Regions from separate parts of the Mus musculus genome. Here regions 2 and 3 are each linked to region 1. The links are chromatin contacts, called in public Micro-C and promoter capture Hi-C maps. All regions are on one chromosome and are shown on one strand. The core of a region is the stretch at or near the end of the contact, and the rest is flanking DNA. Distances in the headings are between cores, read along the strand shown.

Region 1 (3,222 bases), core at 541-3,040:
ACAGGTCCTTTCCATACAAGGTCACATACAGGAATATTTGACAACCAACACTTGTAAGCACTCTATCCTCCCAGAAGCTGGTCTGGGACACCATGCTCTACTGACATAACCCTGTTCTACTCCATGGCCTCCTTTGCTGGCTCATGTTCCTCTACTTCCTCTAAATGTCAGCGCTCCTCCACAATTCCTTTTTGTTCCCTTTAAACATCACCTTGGGCAACCTAATGTAGACCCTCAGTTCTCAAACGTACAGCTAATTTTTAGGAAAAAAAATATTTAGTGAGATAGTATATTAAGTAGTTTTCAATCCAATGACAAGTTGGTATCAGAAAAGGATATTGTAATAGAATGTTGCATACAAATCTTTATATAAGTTGAATTTGGCCTGAGGCTGCTTTCCTTTGGCCTTGAGTTTCCCTATAGCCAAATACTACCTTCATGTACAAAACGAAACTGAAAGCCCAGTTTAACAATATACTTTTGAAAAAACTAGCTGAGTGTGGTATCAGACCATCTTCAAATAAGACAAATGCTCATCTGCAACCAACGAAGCTGTCCTTGCAGATTCTATTTCTGTCCATAAGTGCTGTCCATTCTCAGAACCCTGATTCACTGAGAGGGTCAGCCTATGAGATAGTGTGTGTTTCTACATGCAGACTTCACAGGAGCTATGGCAACTCAGGGAGGGAAGCAGGGGTGTGGAACCATCACTTAATCTTTCAGTGATCCAGGTTTCTGGAACCCACTGAATACTTCCCTAATTCTATAGGAATCATTACTTAGAAGTAATAATTTACTAATCAGGGGAAGTAACATAGGACCTCATAATAATTTAATGAGGATTTGATAAGAATAATTCTAGATGGTTTATAATTTCAGATTTTTTAAGAGAAGACTATGATGTAGGATACAAAATAATTGAATTGTCTAGTGATATAGAATGCACTGCAACCAGAGACATGGGAGCCAAATAAACCCTTTCCTCCCGGAGTTGCTTTCTGTCACAATGTCTTACCACAGCAATGGAAACCTTAACTAAGACATCTAGGAAGTGGTTAAGGGACATGCCCAGAGCCCCAGTGAGATGGCTCGGTGGGTAAGGGCATTTTCTGTGCTAATTTGACGTTCTAAGTTCTGTATCTGTAGCCCACGGAAAAGTGGAGAAAACCCGACTCCACAAAGTTGTCCTTTGCCCTCCATATGCGCATCACGATATGTGTCCCGTGTCCGTCCCCCCACCCCCATCATCCACACATGCTTCAAAAAGGAAAAAAGGAACAAGCTCAGAGTCACAGAACTGAGGTTAAACAGCAGAGCCCTCAGGACCGCCAGCCCATCTCCATCGCAGTTATCCCGCAGACGGTGACACACCCCGGCACTCTTCCCTCTCTGCGGGAACCTCATCCTTCTAAGCGCCGCACCCCAACTTTGCGACTCAGCAGCGCCCCGACCTAGGCTGTGCACGCCTCTCCTCCCCTGCCCTCCCTCCCCTGCCCACGCCGGCCCCGGCCCTCCTCCTTCCCGTCCAATCCCCTTTCCAAGCACACTCCCCCGCCCCGAATGCGTCCGGAGCCGGCACACCTCACGCTGGACCAGGGCTTTCCGGCCTTTGCCGCCCGCCACCCAGGCTCGGTCCGGACGCCGAAGTACACTCACCGCCTCAGCACGGGAAGGAACGGCCTAGCGGGAGGGGCGAGGCGGAGACGCCGGGATACTTCCCCTCAGGAGACCGACAGCACAGCAGCCATTTTGTTGTGTTGTGCCGGTTGCCGAGAGGGCCAGCTTGGTGTGGGCGGGGCTTGTTATCGCCACGCCCCCGACACGGACTAGTGGACGGGACGGGGCGGAGGCGCTTCCCGCCACCCTTGCCGCCTCTGCGCGCGCTCAATTTGGGGGTGCGAAGCTTCCGGGTATGAACCTGGCGGGCTGTGGTCAGCCCTCTGGGCGCCGAGTCTGTGAGGAGAGATTTTTTCCACTGAAGCAATGGGGGAAGGCTTACGTTCCTCTCCCTAAGGCAACAACCGGAGGAACCAGTATGGAGATGTTCACAGCATTCGATCTTGGGATGATGGAAGGCAGGCCTTGAGCTCTCCCGTGTCTCGATGCACACTATCCTTTACGCGACTATTTTGGAGGCAAATTGTCATACTTGGAAACTGATCGAGCCGGACGTGGCTGCACCTCAAGACTGCTTGGGCTCCAGTGACCATTCACTTGAGCTATATGATCCTAGGATTCACAGTCCAAGAGTGCCCCTTATGTTAGTACAAAAGAACTAAAGCAAGCATTTACAGAGACTTGAGCAGATCATGCCCCAAAGAGCAGCCTTCTACTGTATTTCCTAATTGTCTGCACCATGTGCTTGCGGAGGCCAGAAGAGGGCATCAGATCCCACATAACTGCAGGTACAGACCTTTGTGAGCTGCCATTTGGGTAGAGGAATCGAACCTGGGGCCTCTGGAAGAGCAGTTATATGCTCTTAAGCACTGAGCCATCTCTGCACCCTCTCCATCATCTTTCTTAACTACCTTGTTCTCCAGTCAGGCATTAACGTTTCCTTTCTTTACCACAAACTTCCTGGCTCATTTTTCTAACACTTTTACAAATTTCCTTTCTGCCTCAATTTCTACTCTCATGTAACATATAATCGTCCCCATTTCCAGCAGTTAACCTTAATGATTTGAAAGAACTTAGAACAGTAGCTGATAAGTCTAATTTTTATCATTAAGCAAGACTTCTTAGAAGTCAACTTTCATCTTAACTCTGAAAGAAGAGTTTAACCAAGGGCAGGTGTTTGCTTGGCAAAGAGAACAGCTTGTACAAACCCCAGGAAGGATTGGGAAAGTTGGCAATGAGCTGGACATTAAGTAATTCAGGGCGGTTTGAAGAAAACATAAGTAATGCACAAATGCAGTTCAGTATGAATTATGCAAACGTCTGGTGTGGTGACGCTAAATATGAAGGGGAACCTTTTAAGCAGCATGAAGCCTGTTTGTAGAAGCTGAGGTCGTTTGACCTAATGGGAAGTTCTGATCATTTCCAGCAGGAGGCACTATTGGATCTGGTGGGCATGGTCCTCTCTTTCTCCGCAACTTTGCAGCACAATTTTTGGCTGTTGGAAAGCAAACTCTATGCAAAGATCTATTTAACCTTGAAAGGACTTTGGACCTATTTTCAGACAAAGTTCAGATGTTAGGTATTAGTTCAGTGTACATTGGTGAG
Region 2 (3,242 bases), core at 506-3,005, 160 kb after region 1:
CGGTGCCACGAGTCAGTGTGTGGCCGGACTGTCAGCCTCTTCTCTCCAGGTGACTCCTCCTCGCGGCCACAGAGACTGGTAGGAGAGGGAAGGCATGGAGTGAAAACAGCCATGCTAGGTCAGCTGGGGTCCCTGACAGTGATTAGAGGGAGACAGACACCGTGCTCTGACCCATGGCTCTCTCCTCCTGAATGTCACCTGCACTCTGTAAAGAGGAACAAAAGTCAGGTTCTTCTTGAGGCTGTGGGATGAGAAGGGGCCTTGGGAGCCTACGTTCAATGGTGAGAGTGGAGCAAATGAGGAACTCTCCAGGAAGCAATCTTCAGTAGGAGGCAGAGGAGCGAGTCAGGCACTGGGGAGCTGTGTGCACGATGGGCAAACCATGGCAACGGTAAATGGGTGGCTCTTTGTTTCTGGGTCCCTTGCTCAAAACAATGATTTTACAGAGTAGTGACTTGGTAGGACCTTGCCATCCCTGAATGTGACCTTTGAGAGCCTTGCCAAGTGCTTGTCCTCCCAGCCTCATTTTACATAAAAATAAACTGAAGCCAAAGAGGTGGGGTCCCCAGCAGGGGCTGCTTAGAGCTGTGCAGAGCCCTTCCCAAGAATGTGCCATCAGGGAAAGAGCTCCATAGGACCCCAGGCTTGGTCACTGGCGATGTCTTGCCTCTTGGAGCCATTCCTAAGGATTTTTAGCAAAACCAAAAAGTACCCTTCTCATACCAGCCTCCAGGGAGGGCCCAACCTTTGGGTAACAGAGAAGACTCAATGCCAAGATTTGGTAGGCCTGGGCCTTAACCCGAATTCTGTTCTGGGTCATAAAACAATACCCAGCCACTTCCTCAGTCTCTAGCTATTTGATGGTTCGTTAAAATGGTAGCTCCCAAGTGTAACTGGGAGGCAAGCCTCAAGGCACCCCATGGAAGAATTAAAACCACAAATGCTAGCTCACCCCCACTGCTGAGTCAGCACTGTCAAATATGGGGCCTTCCCTGTGATCAGAAGGGCAGGTGCCAGCCCCAGGGCTAGGCAATTAGAGCATGACCTACCTCAGCACTTTCCTAGAGAAGAGGGCTGGGCCCCAAACCCCGATATCCTCAGGGTTCCTGCTGAACCCCACCCCCTCATCCTCACTGCCCAGTGCCGCCCTGCTGCCCTGTACTGACACTGGCTTCACCTTGCAGCTTTCTACACTGCCAAGTATGGTTACAAGTTGTGCCTGCGCTTGTACCTGAACGGGGATGGCTCAGGCAAGAAGACCCACCTGTCCCTCTTCATCGTGATCATGAGAGGAGAATACGATGCTCTCCTGCCCTGGCCTTTCAGGAACAAGGTATGGGGAGAAGATGGTTTGAGGGGACGGCATGGTAACGTGGGCCCTGCTGACTTTAGCCATGGACTTGAAGACCTGGGCAAGCCTCCTTTAGTTACTTTAATCCATTTCCTTCTATAAAATGAAGCCGAATGCAAATCCCGCAGCCAGGACTCCCCCAACCCTCTGAGCAGGAGCTGCTGTTTCTGGAACAGGGCATCCCGAGGAGAGATTAAACAAGCGCTAGCCTATCTAAAGCCCTCCCCAGGAATTCCGGTGCCAGCAAGTTTAAAAACAGCCTCAGTGGATAGTGAGAAGCAGTGTTTCCTGGGGTATATTCAAGGGCTTGTGCCAGGGCAGAGTTTGCGTCGTGCTTAGGTGATCCACTTCTCAGGGAGGTTAAGTGGTCTGCTCTGGGTAAAGACGCTCAGCTCTGCGGAAGTCCCAAGACTTGACAGAAGCCCCGCCCCCAGCGGAAGTAGGTTTCTCTGCAGAGTGGAGGGAGGTCCCAGCTCGAGTTTCTGAGTCAGAAGCCAAGGCTAGGTGCCTGTGTCCAGCCTTCTTGTCAGTACATCTTAGTCTCAGCTGCCAATGTAACTATGACATCAGAATCCCCACTGCTGTTGGCCTAGGGAGAGGGCTCAAATGATGAGTCCAGTTCCCCAGAATCCACATCAAAAATCAAGTACAGAGCCGGGCGTGGTGGTGCACGCCTTTAATCCCAGCATTCGGGAGGCAGAGGCAGGCAGATTTCTGAGTTCGAGGCCAGCCTGGTCTACAAAGTGAGTTCCAGGACAGCCAGGGCTATACAGAGAAACCCTGTCTCCAAAAAAAAAAAAAAAAAAAAAAATCAAGTACAGGCACCTGCCATCCCAGAACTGAGAAGGAGGGGACATGAGGACCTGTGGAGCTTGCTAGACAGTCAGCATACATTAATTAACCAGTTATCTCCAAATCTAAATAAATAAGGAAAGCAATTAAGGAAGACACCTAAATGGTGACCTCTGTTTATACACACACACACACACACACACACACACACACACACGTATACACACATGCACACACACACAGAATTTCCACTGCCTTCCTGCTGTGTGGGCCAGTGAAGGGTAAAGCCTGAAGCTGCCACAGTACCAGATGTTCCTCCCACTCCCACGCACAGATGTGAAGTCCTGACACTGCCGCCTCCACTCCGTGTAAACTAAGGGTCAGAGGCACAGCCCAAGCAGTGTGCATGCAGCCCCTCTGACCCCAAACACTGGCCTTCCATGAGGGAGAGTGCCGTCCTCTGAAGCCTGACCATCTACCTGCCTCTACCCTACAGGTCACCTTTATGCTACTTGACCAGAACAACCGAGAGCATGCTATTGATGCCTTCCGGCCTGACCTGAGCTCAGCCTCCTTCCAGCGGCCACAGAGTGAGACCAACGTGGCCAGCGGCTGCCCGCTCTTCTTCCCCCTCAGCAAGCTGCAGTCACCCAAGCACGCCTACGTCAAAGATGACACAATGTTCCTCAAATGCATTGTGGACACTAGTGCTTAGGGATGGGGGGAGGGGGTGTCTCCTGACAGAACCAGCTTAGACTGGGGGACTTAGCTAGACAGCCAGGCCCTGCCTGCCCTTGGAGCCCACAGCCCACGACAAGGAGGAGCCAAGGCTGGCATGACTTCAGCGCCACAGCATGCTGGTTATGGCTGATGTGAGGCTGGAGAAACGTGTGCGTACAGAGACAGAGTGGAGGAGAAGACAGAAGTGCTCTTTTCACACAGACTACACGACACCAGGAGGCCAGCATGCCAGCAGCTTCTGAATGTTGAGACCAGCCTAGATCAGGATGAAAAGAGCCAGGCCTGAGGCTTGGACATTGAGCCAAGGCTATGGGGCCTAAGTGGAGGGGCACTCCTACCAGGACATTCTCTCGAGGTC
Region 3 (3,037 bases), core at 316-2,815, 220 kb after region 1:
CACAGGTATAATAGTCTCTTAGATTTTTTTTAAAAAAAATAGACATTATGCCTATTACAACTTAAAAGTAAATTCATGGTGTAGAGAAAGCTTTGTTTATTTAAATCCTTGAAACTGAAATGTCAACTTGGGAAGTAATTCTTAAGCCTTGGGCAAGAGATCAACAAGATTCAGACAGGCCTCTGACCTCCGACCCAGGAGAGAGGCTTTTCAAAGGTAGAGGGGACTTCATGAGCACAGGGACAGTGCAGGGTAGGGTCACCCATCTGCCACACAGGGGACACTTGAGGTGGGAATGGAAAGGACAGCGTTCTGAAAGGAAGACCTATAAACTGGACTTTCTCCAAAAAGCAACATGGTCCATCTGGGGTCATTTTAAGTAGGGTTTTCAAGACTTGTGTATACTTCAGAAACTGGTATTTTAAGACCAGAAATCTCCACTCCTCAGCCACCAGTGGAATTCTCTAGTCCTTTGGAAGGGCCTCAAGCTACAGTGCTGATCAGGTTTTCAGAGGTATGCCCTTGGACCATCTGGTATTTGGGGACATCAAGGTGGGAGACACACAGCAATTAGAACTAGAATGTGGTTCTATTTGTCTTATGTGAACCCACCCCTCCCACTGCCATTGAAGAGACCAGGACACTATAGCCGTCTGTATCCCAACTCTAACCACCCGTGGGCTGCCCACTGGAGTTAGCTTGTGAGATTCAGGAATGGGGTTTGTTTCACCTCTGCATTTTCACAGCTTTGGGCTCAGCATCCCCCATCCTTCCCTCTTCTCTTCAGAGATGCCTGGGACCAGCGTAGAAGATACTGGTGTAGCTTACACCTCAGCATGGTATGAAAAACCTTGGATAGTCTGTGATTCAATATGGCCCCCTTCTGAAATTCCATGAAATGCACTGCTTTGTGATAATGCATAAAATGGAGAGAATCACAACAGTGATTTACAAACTTCTGACAGTTTCACTTGGAGCGTGGATGATGGTCACATTCCTTGAGAAGTTCAGGGGTTCCTCTGTCAACCTCAGAAGCTCTGTCTAGCAAATCCAAAACAAACAAACAAACAAACAAACAAACAAACAAACCACACTGGCCAGCAGGTTCCCAGGGCTCAGAACCTACATCTCCAGGATATTTGTGTCTAGTATATTAAATCCAGTAAAAAAAAAAAATCAAGATTTAGTCCCAACCCATGAGTCTGTGTTGAAGCCCTAATATCCCCCTAGTCTGTTTAGGCTCGGGCACCCCTTTTCTAGCTTCACCTCTGTAAGATTCAAAAGCAAGAATCAATTCTGTTGACCTCTAATCGTACCAGGACTGTTCATTGTTTTGAATAGAGCCCATATCAATTGTTTTAGAAAGTAGCTCTCCCACACACCCCTAGATGATCAAGGTCACCTATCCCCACAAGAAACAGAGGAACAATCATACCCTAGGTACTTTATGGTCAGCCCAGAGCCTGAAGACGAGAAACCTCACCGTCACTGCTGCCTCCCCTCAGTCTCTCATCCTTACCCACGTACCCTCAGGCCACCTGCAAACACACGAAACCGGTTCCACTTGGTTCTTGGAGGCCTGATTGGCTTTCACTTCCAGCCTTGACATTCTCAGCCCTTCATTCAGCATGCACAGGTCAGCTAGAACCTGTCTGCTGTTAGGAACATTCAATGGGAGGCAGAAGGAGGCCTGCTTTTTCCCAGAACACAGTCAACAAAGGCTAGAGGCAGAAGCCTGCACAATAAGGTTCTCTCTCCTTAGTTCTCCTTCATTCCCTCCTCAAGCCATCGTAAAAAGCGAGCATCTCCTTGGTCCATGGGAATACTGAAGACCTCTGGGATTTCAAAAGGATGCGCCAACCTTTGGAAAGAAAGCAGAACCATAGTGAGTGACTGGTAGGATCAACCTACATGATAAAACCCAACCCATAGGCTCTCTAGAGGCCCCGAACAATCAGCCGATGTCCAATGTCATGGCCCAGCCTGCCCGAGCCTATTTCCCATTCAACAGGTACTGGGTTGGGTCAGGTGCCTTTAGAGTCCTAGAGAAATGGGTTCAAATTCTATGCCTGCCCTTACTAGATCTGGAAACTACTGGCTATGTCTTTTAATTTCTCAGAACATCCCTACAAAAGAGGATAAAAACAAACCTTTTGAGTGGCTCGCTGAGGACTAGCTAAGACAGGGTGTCCAAAGCACCTAGCTAGTGATCAAGACTGCACACACTCATATTCACTACTCTTTCCATCGTCATCCACACACATTGCTACATCTTCCTGCCCCTTCTCCAAAGCCTCCATATTCCTTCCTACCTAGAAATCCCTCCCTGTTCCTACTGATCAGCCAGAATCCCCTCTCTTGAGCCTCAAGGCCAAACAATCCCTGAGCTTCCCACGGGGCCCTAACTGACAAGCCTGGCTCAGGCCCCTGCCTCTCTGCTCTGTTCACCAGGCACGCAGCACACAATGCCTGTTCTTTTCACATTGTCTCTCGTGTATCAGCTGAGGGTAATAATTATTTGCTTTCTGATCAACTTAGAGCCACTGGAATGTTCTCATGCAATAACATGTTTAATTAACTGTAGTCTGTTTATAAGTAGTGTGGCATTCACAGCAAGTAGGGCTGTTTTATTAAGAACCTGAGACTATCAATTCGATGAACTTATTTCATGGACACCAAGGCCGGAATCTTTTTTTTTTTTTTTTTAATAAACAGACATGGAATTTAAAGAATCTGAATGTCTTAGCAGTAAGATGAACTGTTGAAACACTTCTCAGGTATACTTCATGTATTCTCATACAGATGACAACCTGGGAGCTGTCCCTCACAGGTTTTGAGTCACCCAAGCTGCCTCATCCCTTCACCTCTACTGAGGTGGTAACAAAAGGCCCTTCTCTGTGGTTAGAATTGACACTCAGCTACAGCCTTATGGCCACAAAATCATAGTCCTCTAAGGTGTGAAGGCAGTGAATTTTCTCATGCAGAGCAAGGATTTGTAGCCCAAGCTGCATATTACAGTCAACTTAGCATGCTACTA

The links. Promoter capture Hi-C pulls out the DNA fragments that hold promoters and counts their contacts. A called contact is a pair of places that touch in the nucleus more often than the background predicts.
Region 2: a contact with region 1 is called in a Micro-C map of embryonic stem cells, with 3 times the contacts expected there. The contact joins the enhancer-like site here to the promoter of Cntrl in region 1. A contact is called at or near these places in 1 of 15 datasets of contacts at CTCF or cohesin (CD8 T cells), 4 of 484 Hi-C or Micro-C datasets (B cells, CD8 T cells, Th1 cells and 1 more), 5 of 115 datasets of contacts at active chromatin or transcription factors (CD8 T cells, bone marrow-derived dendritic cells, effector CD8 T cells and 1 more) and 3 of 9 other capture datasets (adipose tissue, liver and pancreatic islet).
Region 3: a promoter capture Hi-C map of the C10 cell line shows a contact between it and region 1, with 3 times the contacts expected there. The contact joins the enhancer-like site here to the promoter of Cntrl in region 1. A contact is called at or near these places in 11 of 39 promoter capture datasets (the C10 cell line, the HPC-7 cell line, HPC-7-derived erythroid cells and 6 more), 2 of 15 datasets of contacts at CTCF or cohesin (CD8 T cells and pro-B cells), 27 of 484 Hi-C or Micro-C datasets (B cells, CD4 T cells, CD8 T cells and 18 more), 25 of 115 datasets of contacts at active chromatin or transcription factors (the 230-238 cell line, CD8 T cells, Th17 cells and 14 more) and 4 of 9 other capture datasets (adipose tissue, embryonic stem cells, liver and 1 more).

The regions. Positions count from the first base shown.
Region 1 is chr2:35,108,064-35,111,285 of GRCm38.p6, reverse strand. Cntrl (centriolin) reads right to left here and starts at 1,790. Exons shown (of 44, transcript NM_001379274.1): 1 at 1,657-1,790.
Region 2 is chr2:34,943,489-34,946,730 of GRCm38.p6, reverse strand. It overlaps Traf1 (TNF receptor-associated factor 1), which reads left to right. Exons shown (of 10, transcript NM_001326601.1): 8 at 1-49; 9 at 1,185-1,333; 10 at 2,640-3,242. The coding sequence ends at 2,858. Among named protein-coding and RNA genes, the nearest start is that of Gm52552, 6.2 kb to the left of the region's middle. Within about 2 kb of position 1,755, at least 98 of the 459 cell types and tissues checked have an H3K27ac peak or open chromatin away from gene starts, as enhancers often do. A contact at or near this core is called in B cells, CD8 T cells, Th1 cells and 3 more, where this site is marked.
Region 3 is chr2:34,889,104-34,892,140 of GRCm38.p6, reverse strand. Cutal (cutA divalent cation tolerance homolog-like) reads right to left here. Exons shown (of 6, transcript NM_030021.3): 6 at 8-1,861. The coding sequence ends at 1,759. Among named protein-coding and RNA genes, the nearest start is that of Cutal, 16 kb to the right of the region's middle. Within about 2 kb of position 1,565, at least 5 of the 459 cell types and tissues checked have an H3K27ac peak or open chromatin away from gene starts, as enhancers often do.